Linked DNA regions of Mus musculus: all the other regions are linked to region 3. The links are chromatin contacts, called in public HiChIP or PLAC-seq and capture Hi-C maps. All regions are on one chromosome and are shown on one strand. The core of a region is the stretch at or near the end of the contact, and the rest is flanking DNA. Distances in the headings are between cores, read along the strand shown.

What was found. HiChIP or PLAC-seq counts read pairs in DNA pulled down with a chosen protein or histone mark. Capture Hi-C pulls out chosen DNA fragments and counts their contacts.
Region 1: a contact with region 3 is called in an H3K27ac HiChIP or PLAC-seq map of embryonic fibroblasts, with 7 times the contacts expected there. The contact joins two enhancer-like sites. A contact is called at or near these places in 1 of 484 Hi-C or Micro-C datasets (bone marrow-derived macrophages) and 1 of 115 datasets of contacts at active chromatin or transcription factors (embryonic fibroblasts).
Region 2: a capture Hi-C map of bone marrow-derived macrophages shows a contact between it and region 3, with 16 times the contacts expected there. The contact joins two enhancer-like sites. A contact is called at or near these places in 1 of 15 datasets of contacts at CTCF or cohesin (the NIH/3T3 cell line), 3 of 484 Hi-C or Micro-C datasets (bone marrow-derived macrophages, muscle stem cells and nephron progenitors), 1 of 115 datasets of contacts at active chromatin or transcription factors (bone marrow-derived macrophages) and 1 of 9 other capture datasets (bone marrow-derived macrophages).

Annotation. Positions count from the first base shown.
Region 1 is chr13:110,988,870-110,993,604 of GRCm38.p6, reverse strand. No RefSeq gene overlaps it. Among named protein-coding and RNA genes, the nearest start is that of 4930526H09Rik, 87 kb to the right of the region's middle. Within about 2 kb of position 2,279, at least 14 of the 459 cell types and tissues checked have an H3K27ac peak or open chromatin away from gene starts, as enhancers often do. A contact at or near this core is called in embryonic fibroblasts, where this site is marked.
Region 2 is chr13:110,941,495-110,945,670 of GRCm38.p6, reverse strand. No RefSeq gene overlaps it. Among named protein-coding and RNA genes, the nearest start is that of 4930526H09Rik, 40 kb to the right of the region's middle. Within about 2 kb of position 1,405, at least 38 of the 459 cell types and tissues checked have an H3K27ac peak or open chromatin away from gene starts, as enhancers often do. A contact at or near this core is called in the NIH/3T3 cell line and bone marrow-derived macrophages, where this site is marked.
Region 3 is chr13:110,540,261-110,544,458 of GRCm38.p6, reverse strand. No RefSeq gene overlaps it. Among named protein-coding and RNA genes, the nearest start is that of Gm32990, 26 kb to the left of the region's middle. Within about 2 kb of position 2,673, at least 74 of the 459 cell types and tissues checked have an H3K27ac peak or open chromatin away from gene starts, as enhancers often do. A contact at or near this core is called in the NIH/3T3 cell line, bone marrow-derived macrophages and embryonic fibroblasts, where this site is marked.

The DNA of each region.
Region 1 (4,735 bases), core at 1,030-3,529, 450 kb before region 3:
TTTACCACCAAGCATTATAAGCCTATTAAATCCATTCTCTCTCAAGCCACCACAGGGTTCTCACTGAACTTGAAGCTTGCTTGGCAACCAGGAAGCTTCAGTGATTCTCCTGTCTCCATTTCATGAATATGTTGTGGTGACAGCTACATACCTAGCTTCTTATGTGGGTGTTAGGGATTTGAATTCAAATCCTCAGCCTTATTCTGCAAACCCTCTTACCCTCTGATTCATTTCCCTAACCCTGAATTAATTTCTCACAGCTACTCTAACAAATTACTGTAAACATCATGCTTGAAAGCATCAAAAATTCCTTAGATTTCTGGTTGTGGAGGTTAAAAGTCCAAAATTAGTTTCACGAGGCTAAAACCTGGTGTCAACAAAGCCACTCCTGGAAGCCCTAGGGAAGGATCTATATCTTCGCCCTTTCACCTTCCAGAGGCTGCTTGGATTCTTTGGTTTACCCCCAATCCTGGATTCCCAAAGAGGACTTGGCTATTCCCAGCTTCTGCTTTCATCTCCCAGATGGTTCCATTTGTTTCCTCTCAGAGAGGGAAAAAAAAAAAAAAAAAAAACAATCAAACCAAACCACAAACCAAACCAAAGCAAATCAAACAAAAAAAATCTTGCCTTTTTTTTGTTGTTGTTTTTAACTCTGGGTCCAGAATTGGATCCAGATACTGATCCAAGAAAATCTCTGAAAGAATTCTTTACTTGACACACCTGCAAATGGCCTTTTATCCTGGATGGTATATTCACAGGTTTTAGACATTAGAATATGGATACATAAGGGATGGCTGTTCCTTTCATTACAAGGACTTTTAGTCAAGAGCTGTGCCCCCAAATTTTAAATATAGTCAAAATCACTTCACCCATAAAAGTAGCCATAGATAATTTAATATTATAGACAAAATTGCCAGTGAGATCCGTAGTGCTCTTATGCTCTCTTACATGTTTGGGTCTATTGTAGGCTCTAGCACAGAAAACTCAAAAGCAGGTAAGCAAAAAAAAAATAGTCGGTAAGTGTGATATATAAAATAGTTTCATCACATTATCTAATAGGAAATAACTGTAGCAATGGGAATGGTGACTTCTGAGGGAGAAACTTGGAGAATTTAATGACAAGAAAGACCCAAATACATAGATATCTGAGGGAAGAACAGGAGGTTGGAAGGAAATGTAGTTTCAGAGGTTTTGAGACTGTAGGGATCATGCCTGGGCCCATAAGGACTGCACTGAGTTTGCAGTAGAGCTATGGGGCAGGAGTTGTGGAACTCTTTTAGGCCCAAGGAGGAACTCTAGTTGTATTAGGTAAGGCTGTCAGTAGGCCACAGGAAGACTGAGGAGAACTGATAGCATTGTTTGGTGGTGGGAATAAAATATTATTTTGAAATATTCGGCTTTGAGGAATGGAGCTTATGACAATGTTTACCATATGAGATGCAGGAAAAATAGTGGATATTATGGGGGGAAGATATCAAGATTTCTGCTGACATGTTAACCTCATGATGCTGGGAGTCCTCTCAGTGTCTGTGGTCAGGCACGCCTGAGTCAGCCGTATCGATCTGGGATACAGCTGTGTGCTGAGGTGTATTCTGTATTCTGGATGCCAGTTAGAACGGGATGAGGCGATCTGAGGAAGGTGAGAAGGTATCATGAGAGTTGGAATGGATGCAAGTAGTAGTAACAACGCCAGCCAATGGACACACTCTGTGCTATGTCCTGCATTTCAATTTGTTTGTGGATTTATTTCATCTTTCCAACATTTCAGTAAGGTGGCTTGTGATCTCAGCTCACTCCCATTTTATGGGAGCATAAAGATAGATTGAGGATCTCTGCCAGACTTCATGCAACTAGCAAGTAACTAAAATGGGAGGCACACTCAGAAACTCTGCTTCAAGAACCCAAGGCTCTCTACTCTTGAGTGTATACAATGTAAGACTGTAGATACAATTGCCGCTAGGATTCTTACAGACCCTGTATTCTAATATGTCAAAACATCAGCTGGAATTCAGTTGGCAGCTACTGGAGCAAGTTCCCTATGCTGTGGTGACCAGCGTGTCTGAGTTTGGTGAGGCAGTGTACCCAAATGTACAAGATACATGGAGCAGGCTTCTTGCTCATACACCAGCAGGAGAGGACCATGAAAACCCAGGATTTAGTGTGGTTGTTCAAGTCTCAAGAAAGTTACCTTGCTTGGGGTGACTGAGACTCTCACACTCACGCCATGCTCCAGAAAGGCAGCATGCTCTGGATTCATACTCTGGGGTCACGTGACCCATGGGCTAAAATTTAGAAGGGACATTCCTGTGGGCACCAGAACAGTACCAAGGCTGTTCTTACCAGTGTTTCCATGTAACTTACTTGTTAACTTGTGTTCCCATTTTTTCATGTTCTAGAATCAAAGCTCTTGTCCCCTGATTGGAGCAAAATTTAATAAGTAGGTCTCTCAGCAACCTATTTATGAAAAATTAGGAATTACTCAACAATACTGTGAAAAAAATCAGCTCATGACGAACAGCTAGGATAGCTTTGAAAGCATAAAGTGTTTGGAGTTGATTTTAGGATGAGTCACACAATAATTGCACCCAATTATTCACAAATGCAAAGGAGTTAGAATTTAAGAAAAAAAAACCTGACGTCAACATTAAATGAATACAAGTTGTGAATCATGCCTACACTATGTTCTCATATAACATCAACCTTTTGCTTTTTGGTGAAGATACACTAAAGGGAAATTTTCCATCTGCCTCAGCTTTGTCAGCACCACAGTGACAGTTTTCAGAGCACAGCGGTGATGTGCAGAGTTCTTATTTCATTGTGTGGGAAGCTACAGTTTGTTTCAGTTAGCTGAAAAACAATTGTGTGTCTGAGATAATCTAGAAGTCTGTACATGAGTCAAAGGATCATATTCAAAGGCTACCACCCAGGAACCTCATAGAAGTATGCATCCCCCAAATCTAACGTGAATGTGTGCATTCATGCAGTTCACATGAACGCTGACTCTCCCTCAGTATGAACATGAATAATAGTTGGACAGTCATATGCCACTTAATGTGTGCCAAGGACTGAGTTACAATGACGAGTTAGAAGACAAATGAGCACTGCTTGTATGAAGCTCATGAAGTAGCAGAAAAGGCATAGAATCACTAGTATAAAATAAAGTGTATCAGGGACAAGGTGACGGGCAATAGCAGGAGAGTGGTCAAAGAACTTTGCTGTTTGCTTCCCATGTTATGATGGTCTGACTTTGAATCTTACACAGGTTCTTGACAATGCACTTAAAACTTATTTTAACATTGGTTAACATTGGTCAGAAGGTTTAACTTCCATTTTGGTTCTCTGGATTAAGGTGGAGGACCTTCCTCCCTCCCTCCCTCCCTCCCTCCCTCCCTCCCTCCCTCCCTCCCTCCCTCCCTCATTCCCTCTCTCCCCTCTCTCTTTCTTTCTTCCTTCTTATCTATCTATCTATCTATCTATCTATCTATCTATCTATCTATCTATCATCTTCATCGCCATCATCTATTCACTTTATATCCTGCTTACTACACCCCCTCCTGGCACCTTCTCCCATAATTCGTCCTCCTCCCTTCTTATCTGAGTGGTTAGGGCTCCTCTGGGTATCCAGCTACCCTGCTACATCAAGTGTTTTCTGGGCTAGGTGCATCCTCTTCCACTGAGGCAGACCAGGCAGCCCAGCTAGAAGAACATATCCCATTGACAGGGAACAGCTTTTTACCCTGCTCAAGTTGTTCCTGACCCACATGAAGACCAAGCTGCATATCTGCTACATATATGTGAGGAGACCTAGGTCCAGTCTGTATATGTTCTTTGGTTGGTAGCTCAGTCTCTGAGAAGCCCAAGGGTCCAGGGTAGTTGACTCTGTTTGTCTTCCTGTGGAGTTCCTATTCCCTTTGGGGCCCACAATCTTTCCCTGTGTTCTTCCTTGAGAGTCCCCCAACTCCACCCACTGTTTGGCTGTGAGTGTCTGTATCTGAGTCAGCTTTTGTGTGAAGCCTCTCAGAGGACAGTCATGTTAGAGGTGGAGGAAATTTCAACACTAGTAAGTAGAACTCAGTAGCAAAAGTCCAGTCAGACCAAAAGTATCCTTCCCTCCTAACGAGCTCCACACCTTTATGTGTGATATTTCTCATATCCTAGAATGCAGCTTAAGAGGAGACTCCTCTACATCTTGAGATATAGATGATAATATTCAGACCTGGAAATGAATATTGTTCTGCTTTCAGGTTTTCCTTCCTTCCAGTCCTCAGAGAGATGCTAATTTTAAACTCTTCAAAAGTGAGTTAGGCAGGCAGACAGAGGAAAACATCCTGAAGGAGGCATTGAAAGATACATTTGTTAATTAGTTTCCATCAATTGGCTATTGCTACCTTGGAGGCTTTATGCTAAGAGCCATCGATGATAAACACTAGTAGTCGTAATAATGCCCTTGCCCCAGTTTCTATATCCAAGTCCCTGGAGCCACTGACCATGTTAGGCTCTATGACAAAAGATGAAGTTTTTGATGAGATAAAAGTTATCAAGCAGTTGATTCCTCAATGGTGAAGTTAGCCGGAGTTATACAGGTGGGTCCTGCAAGGGTGCATTTCATAGAGAGGATTGCCTTGCCTTGTAGAGATAGAGCTGGGGCCAAGAGCCAAGGAATGCAGCTGGTGTCTAGAAATAGGAAGATGGGAGGGAAGCAAGTCTCCTTTGGATCATCAAGAAGGCAGTATAA
Region 2 (4,176 bases), core at 156-2,655, 400 kb before region 3:
ACTTTCTCATTTCCTCTCTTATGTGTTAATATTTTTATGACGTGTTCCTTTTATACTTCTTTCTGTTATACTCTAAAGCATCCTGAAACTACTAAGTATGTTTTGGAGCAACGTATTTTTTAAATCAAATTAATAGATCAATTTATTATTTAATAACCAAGTAGACAAGTCTAATTGTTCCTAAGGAAGTTGACTTTTTTGGATGACGGTGATCTGGACTCCTATGTGTAGATCATGTTGAGCTCCAGGTACATGCTATCTGCATAGAAGTAGAATCCAGAGTGCAAAGTGATTATCTTCATTAATCCCTATTTCAGTGCTTCCGTCTCGCCAGTCACTCCAGGAAGAAACTATTTTTACTTTTCCCAGCTCCTTTGCCAACAGCAGTCCTATTTCTTAGAATATTTTTTCAACATTTTCTTCTAAGAAGCTCCCCCTCTTTTGCTCTGAATCACCCCTTATCACGCATGGGTAGACTCCCATCATGATCCTTTTTACATAAATTTAAGAACCTCTTGACTTGCACCTTGCTTTCCGATATCTTCCCTCAAACCTTATCCCCTGTTCAAACATGGCATCAGTATCTAAACTATAAATGGTTTCTCTGAGACTTTTCTTTTGCTGTTTTCACTCTTTTCACTGTTTAATAGCTAAAATCGAAGTTTCTTAACACACCCGTCACATCATACCCATTTAGGACATACCCATAAACCTCTTGACCTTGATCACAATGTTTAACTTCCTATATCTGGCTTCTCTTTTACAGTGTGGACTGTATCTCTCACTCAGAAACCATGTTATTATCTACACACTTTCATTTCCTCCATTCCCCACCTTCCTCCTCCACTGAATGTGAAAGTCCTGCTTAGTTTTCCTAAATGAGATCAGAAGCTCTTGTTGAAGTCACCCGCACAATCCCTCGTGATTTCCTTGGTGGGCCGATTTGGCTTTGCACACTTCCAGCACAGCTTTCTATCTATGTGTTTACATGACTATCACGCCTTACCAAATAGGAATCTTTACACATGGGCACTGTGCTCTTTCTATTTAGATGTTCAGGGTCTGGACTAATGATTGAAATATAGTAATTTTTCATCTGAGCACTAGTGAGAGAGGAAGTTTTTCATAGCCTTCCTTCTTTAAAGCCTCCAGACTTCAATTTAGCACTTTGGGAGCTTGGTCTGTGATCTATCTGATTTACAGGCAGGGAGGCAATGAGGACAATGTAGAAGGAGACAGGTCCTTGTGTATTCCCATTTGCCCTGGTATAGCCAAAGTCCTGTGGTTCAGCTGCACAAATATTTCTGAGATATATTTTAATTCAGACTGCCCGTTGCTTGTCTCCATGTCTGAATTGTCTCTCCCCGACTTCCTTGTCATAAATTATGTCTTTCCCAATCTAACCACGGTAATCTTTGCCAGATGTTAACATTCCTGACTGTGTTCTGAAATTCTTAGACAAAAGTCTAAGCTCCTTATGACTGTTTTTAATAATGCTGGTATATTCTGGCTTTGACTGTTTCTCCAGCTTCATGTGTCGCCATTCTGCCCTAGATCACCTGGGCTCCACTAGATGAAATAGGTGGTATTTCATCAGATCTGCCTTGTTTTAGTTCCTTCTGGGTTGTGAAGATTTTCTTTGGACACTTTCTCTTTGTCTCTTCATTTTTTTTTAAACTTTTAACTGCTCACTCAAGTCATAGACTGGCTATTACCCACCCCAGAAGGCTTTCCTTTGTAAACAAACCCAGATTAGAAATATCTTCTCTCTTCGTTCTACCAATTTCTCTTATTTGCTCCTGTTGATCTACCATATACAAATATCATACCATTCACGGTAGCCTTTCCTGTTGTTCGTGTAACTTAATCAACTAAGACTTTGGAAAGCAGAAATTCTGCCAGTGTTTCTTGCTATGTAGATAGTAGATTGAGCAGAAACTTTCACACAGTCGTGCCAAATATTATTCAATGAGAAAATGAATGAACCCATGAAAAACAATTTTGTGTCATCTACCGGGATTCTTTTTGACATGATCTCTAGAGTACTGGAGAAAAGAAACTGAAACACACAAGTTTAAGGAGACCTAGAGAGGGAGGAATCACTGCTAATTATACACAAAGCTGCGCCTCCCCCACAACCCAGCACTGCTTTTCAAGTGAGAGAAGAGACCATGGGTTTTTATGATCTCTAATTTCCTTCCAAGTTTAACAGTCAGCCTGAAATCCAGAGTTCTCATAAGATGAAGGATCTGTGTGAATGACTATCAAGGGAAACATGATGATCAAGACAGATGGGGTGGGGGAGATGGAGTTCTGTTCGATAATGTCACTGCTCCTCTGTAAGAAGGGAAGTCCCCTTTCTGTGCCAATGTGACTTGAAGTCACTAACCATGATCAGGTATGCCAGAAATAGTTTTCTAAAACTATCATGAAGTTGAGATCTGACCCCACAGCAGGAGTATGGGTTCAGGAAGGCAAGCTTGTAAATATTTTTGTCAAATCCTTGTGTCTTCTTGTGAGTCAAAAGGGTAACATTAATGATTCAGCAAGATTGCTCAATTTGGAGGCCTTAATGTAAGCTTCGAACACTTGAGAGGATGGAGCATAGGGAGGAAGTGTTGCCACCTCGGATGAGTCTTGAGTTATTTATAAATATTGTGTCAATTAATTTTAAATTGGCCATATTTAATTTGGGGCTGAAAATAGACCGGACTTCCTCCTTAGATTGCTCATATGATTCCAAAGAGTTCAGAAGGATTTTTAAAATATTTTTTCCTTTGTAACTCCTGTCTATTAGTTGTATCAAACAGTGAGACTCATCATGACATTGACACATGTATGATATTTATCTTATTATATTCATACTTCCACTACTATCTTTTCTTCCTCAAATAATATTTTCCTTTTCTCCATGAAATAACATTTTATTAATTTTTTTTGTTTTTTGTTTTTTTGAGACAGGGTCTCTCTGTGTAGCCCTGGCTGTCCTGGAACTCACTTTGTAGACCAGGCTGGCCTCGAACTCAGAAATCTGCCTGCCTCTGCCTCCTGAGTGTTGGGATTAAAGGTGTGCGCCATCACACCTAATTATGTGAGAATTTTGTACACTATATTTGGCCAACTCTTCACAGATCCACCCAATTTCATCAACTCTCCTCTCTCTCTTTAACTCATTGAGTCTATTTTGCTTTGTCCACATATCCTTGGGGCTGTCCTGGAACATGGTCCATCTAATCGGGGTCATTGTCTTAACTCTACTTTATTGGGGTATTAAGATATTTTTCGTGTATTGATTATTAGTGAAACATTGAAAAATACCTTTTGATCCTTGACGGCAAGCCAAAGACTTTTAGATGTTTACCTTAAGAAACTTATTTTTTGTATTTCTTTTTCTTTATTAGATATTTTCTTCATTTACATTTCAAATGCTACCCCCTTTCCTAGTTTCCTCTTTGAAAGTCCCCTATACCCTCCCCCTGCCCTGCTACCCAACCCACTCACTCCCCCTTCCTAGCCCTGGCATTCCCCTGTACTGGGGCATATGATCTTTGCAAGACCAAGGGCCTCTCCTCCCATTGATAGCCACCTAGGCCATCCTCTGCTACATATGCAACTAGAGTCACAAGCTCTAGGGGTACTGGTTAGTTCATATTGTTGTTCCTCCTATTGAGTTGCAGACCCCTTTAGCTCCTTGGGTACTTTCAACTTGAGCTTTACAAGTTATTTCTTATTTGTGATAGTGGTCATAAGCATACAAGTGGACTACTGAGGAAAAGGATTACTAAGTCTGGATGAATCACTGCCACCCATGACTTGAACTCTATGACTTCTCCCTCTCTGAGGTCAAGAGATCCTGCAGAGAGGAGGCTCATGCTTAAAATAGCTCTAGGGAGGCAAGCTGGTGACTGATGGAGCCTTACGTCTGCTTTATTTTTAGCTTGCCCTTTATGCTGTGTCAGTAGTAATCACTGGGACAGACAGATGTGATATTAATGACATATTACATTTTGGTAAGTGAAATTTGGCCAAAAGAAAACTAGATTTAAGGTGGCCAATGATGTATTGGATAGTTTAAACTACTCAGAAGGAGGGATGTTTAATGCTCCTATCACACAGCCACAATAAAGAGAGCAGGTACACTAATCATTTCAAATGGTGTACGTGTGTGTGTTTGTG
Region 3 (4,198 bases), core at 1,424-3,923:
GACTATATCCAATGATGGAAATGAATCAAGATGGGCAGAAATTACAAGGTGCCCCTGTGTTGTGCGGTAGAGTTGCTGCTCTGGCAAGCTGTGATGGATTTGCCCAGACACTGTTTGCGTCTATAGCACGGTGGTAATGGACAACTTGCTTCATCCTGTTAGGATGAAGTTGACTCCAGACAGTTAGGCTCTTGCTGCACTTTCTACCTATTCTCTACCCAGAGTCATCTCAGTGCTCTCAAATCAGCAAGACATGGAATTGCTACTCCGGTGGGTAAGAAGGCCACAGTTCTAGACAGAACGTTTATTTATATCTCATTATCTAGCCACAGGCCTGGTAAGAGAAGAGGCCGTCTTAATTTGTGGATCTGATATAAGTTTCACATTCTGTCTCCACCCGGAGACCTCGGACAAGTCACTTGACTCCTGAATGAGGATAAAAAATTTTAAAATATTTAAATAAGATGTCATTTGAAACTCCTTGTATCTTATAGAATACCCCATGCAAGCACACACGAATGGTGATTATTCCTATGTCATTTCCATGACATGAGGGATGAAGCTGTGTTCCTCTCTCTGCTTATGAGACCTAGTGACACAGATACTAGCTACCAAAATAGTTTCAGCAGGTGATTCTAATATGAAGCCATTATTGACCATGACAGCTCCAGAGCAAGAATGACATTAAAAATATGTAGATGTCTGCCAGACACCCACCAATCAGAAAGCATTCTGGCAGTAAATTACCATATGGGGAATGTCAATGAATGTCAGCCAACGCTCAGGGCATGAAAATAAATTTCTTGGCCAAATAAGTTACGATATTCCTCATGATTATCTCAGACCCTCAAAGGTCATACAATTAAAAGTAAGCCCCAGATCCTCTGAGGCTCATCAGCCCGTGGAAGCCCTTGCCCAGACAAGTTGCTTCTCCTCTTCACACTTAATGGAGATGCTGGAAAGAAGGGAAACAACACCAGTGTTGAAACCTATTTTGCTACAAGTACCAGGACTATGATAAAACTGACTACACTGTCTGACCACCTCTAGCATCCTACTGCTTGGAAATTCAAATGGGAACAGAAGTTACAGGTACACTGATGTCTCTGGTGTGGAGCCAAGCTTGCAATATGAGCTGGCACTCCTGTGAGTGGTGAAGGCGAAGGTGGCCAAAATGAGCTGGTCTGGCTGGCTAGTCAACTCACCTCTCATCTAAAAGTTCATTCATTCTTTGAGACTGTCATATAACGTATTCATATCATATCCATTCTCCCAGACCTGCCTCATCATATCCACTCAACTTCCTGTCCTTTATTTTTTAACATTCACTGAGTCCAGTTTATGCTGCATGTGTATGCCTGGGGATTAGGTTACTCACTACAGAGTAATTGCCCTAATAGGAGTCACAGCTTTAAAGGAAACTAACCCTCTCTTTCTTAGAACCCTCAAGTGTTCATAGACCCCATCTCCCCACTTAGGAGTTTGGGCATATGGATCTTTTTTCTCTCCATGGTAGAATGTTGACTGGATCTTTGGAAGGCTTTGTGCACGCAAGCGCAGCTGTTGTGAGTTCCTGAGTACAGTGGTTCTTTCATGTCCAGAATACATTGCATCACTCTGGTCTCCCCTAAGCTCTGGCTCTTGCAATCTCTTCCAGTCCTTGTTCATGATGGTCCTAGAGCTTTTGTGTAGGGGCTGTGATATAGTTGTTCCATTTGTGGCTAGGCACTCTACTGACACGTTCTCTGCATGTTGATCAGTTGTGAGGTCTTTTGTGTGCTAAGCACTGTTCATTGCACAAAGAGTGCTTTCTGATGGTGTCTAAGTCATCTTAACTCTTCAGCGAGTTTTACCACCTAGCTTTAGAGAAATAAATCAAGAAGGATATCGTCCCCATGGCTTCCATTTCACCACAGCTATGTGGACAGCTGCTTTAGAGGAGTGGCTTTTTGGAGTTGAGTGTAGTCCCTAGGCAACAGGTGTTAAGAAAATGGTCATCTCAGACCTACTAATCACAAGATCTCAAATTCTGCCAACTGCAAAAAATTCTTGAAATACAGGGGGCAGGGGGGAGGCATGGTCCAAGCCTACCTTAATAAACAACTCTAGTTTGTATTATTTTAAGGTTTTTATTCAGAGCTATCTCCTACTCACTGATGGACTGGGCATTGAATGACCAAAGAAAGGTTGGAATATGAGAACGGTTTGCTTCTAAAGGAAAAGAGCATAGTCACTGGCTTTTAGGAAGAACTAACTCATAGGGTCTTGCAAAGTTAAAGGAACACCAAGAAAATAAGAAAGAAACCAGGAACACTGCATAAAACTAACTACATACATGTAGGTCCTTCTTTGGGTTGGAAATACTCTATGGTACAAGATGCTTAAGGCTTTAGGAGAAAAAAACAAAGCAAGGAGAGGCAGCTAATTATAGGGAGCATGCTGGGGAAGTAGAGCACCCTCACTGTCTCTTCTCAGCTTTGCCACTCCACAGTCACATGATACTACAGCTCAGTGACTCAGCTAAGATACATGGACTGTTTTTTTTTTTTTTTTTTTTTCCAGTTATATTATGACTGGGCATTTTCTGTGTTCCAGGATTATTCTAAAGCTAAGGGTACCATAGGAAACAAGATATGCAAAGCTCTTGTCCTCAAGGGACTTACGTCATAGCATGCTGACAGTGATTCTGCCAATCACAGTAGCTCCGCATAGATGATTCATGGTGAGGACAGAGTAGGTTGTGGAGTGGGAGTCAGGGATCTTAGGAAGATGGCATTGTGTTGAGATGAGACCTGAATTGAGCCTGGCTGATAGGTTGGGTGCCAGGCTAGGAGAGGAAACCAAGACTCAGGGATGGCCTGGGGGAATTTTGGCCTAAGCATTTGAGTGCAGGCTTACAACATTTGTTATATCAGAAGCGCTGTGGGAGGAACACTTTTGCAGAGATGTCAGAGTTTATTCTGGGACATGTATGCTTAGTGTGCCTGTGATCAAAGGGGAAGATTATGAGTTGGCTGTTCTACTGGGGGGCTGGGCTTGTCACAGTTATAAAATGCATGTGTTAAACTGTATCGTCTGTGTTCCTCTCCAATTCTGCCAGTTAACGACTCCATGAGTTAGAAATAAAAGCAAAAAGAAAGGAAAACAGACTGACAGAAACAAATAGATGAAATAAAATCAAATGTGATAAGTACAGAGAATGGATAAAAGTCACCTAGTAGGCAAATAAAAAAGGGACCTTAATTAAAATGGACGGAGAACAATATATCTTCACTTTGGCAGCTATGAAAGATAAATCAAGATCTCAAAATGGCGACTGGCACCAATTGAGTTCCATTCACTGGCACTCAGCAACTGTGGCTCGACAAGCATGTGCTTACTATATATGCCCTGTCAGTTCTTAGCATTTTCACAGAAATCACACATCTAACTGTATGACTGAGGTTGGTGGACTCCCCCACATGACCTCAAGGCAGTATGGACAAGTAGTGATTCCTAACACAAATACTATCACTTTTAAAAAGGAACGAGTTACTGTGGAATATCAGACATAGCCACAGTTATTTGTGTCCAATAGTTTCATAAAGCATATTTCAGTGACGGAGAAGCTGGCTGGGTGATGTGGAGGCCTGCAAATGAGTACACTCACATTTCCGCCTTCGTATAGTTTCCATGGCTACAGGCATATTTGAATCGCATTAGTCACACGTAGCATAAAGAAAGAACAAAAGGACGTGAAGGAACAAATGACATCAGGATGTCACAGAGATGTAGAGGTGATGAAAGCTGTATTTAAAGATCATCATTACACACGTGAAGACCTCTGTGTGCGGGAGTTCACCTCATTAAGTCGAATGCTCTTCCAGCTGCCCTGTGGCATGCTCAGAAAGAGTCCAAGTTTTCCAAAGTAAAATTAGAGTGAACTGTCCAATGTTAAAAACAAATTAATTTACTGATGGTAACATGGTAATTAGAAGAATCACAGCATTCTAACATATCCTCAGAAGTATAACTTTTATAACCAAAGGAGTATATCCATGCCCCATCAACTGATTGTATTGGTTTTCCTAGAGTGGCCTTATGTAGCAGGGTTATTGATACCAATGATCAGCTGAGCTTTATTATAATAAGTAAACAAACTCATTATTCCAAATATCAACACATACTTTTCTACTCACTTATCTATATGTATTTTCTG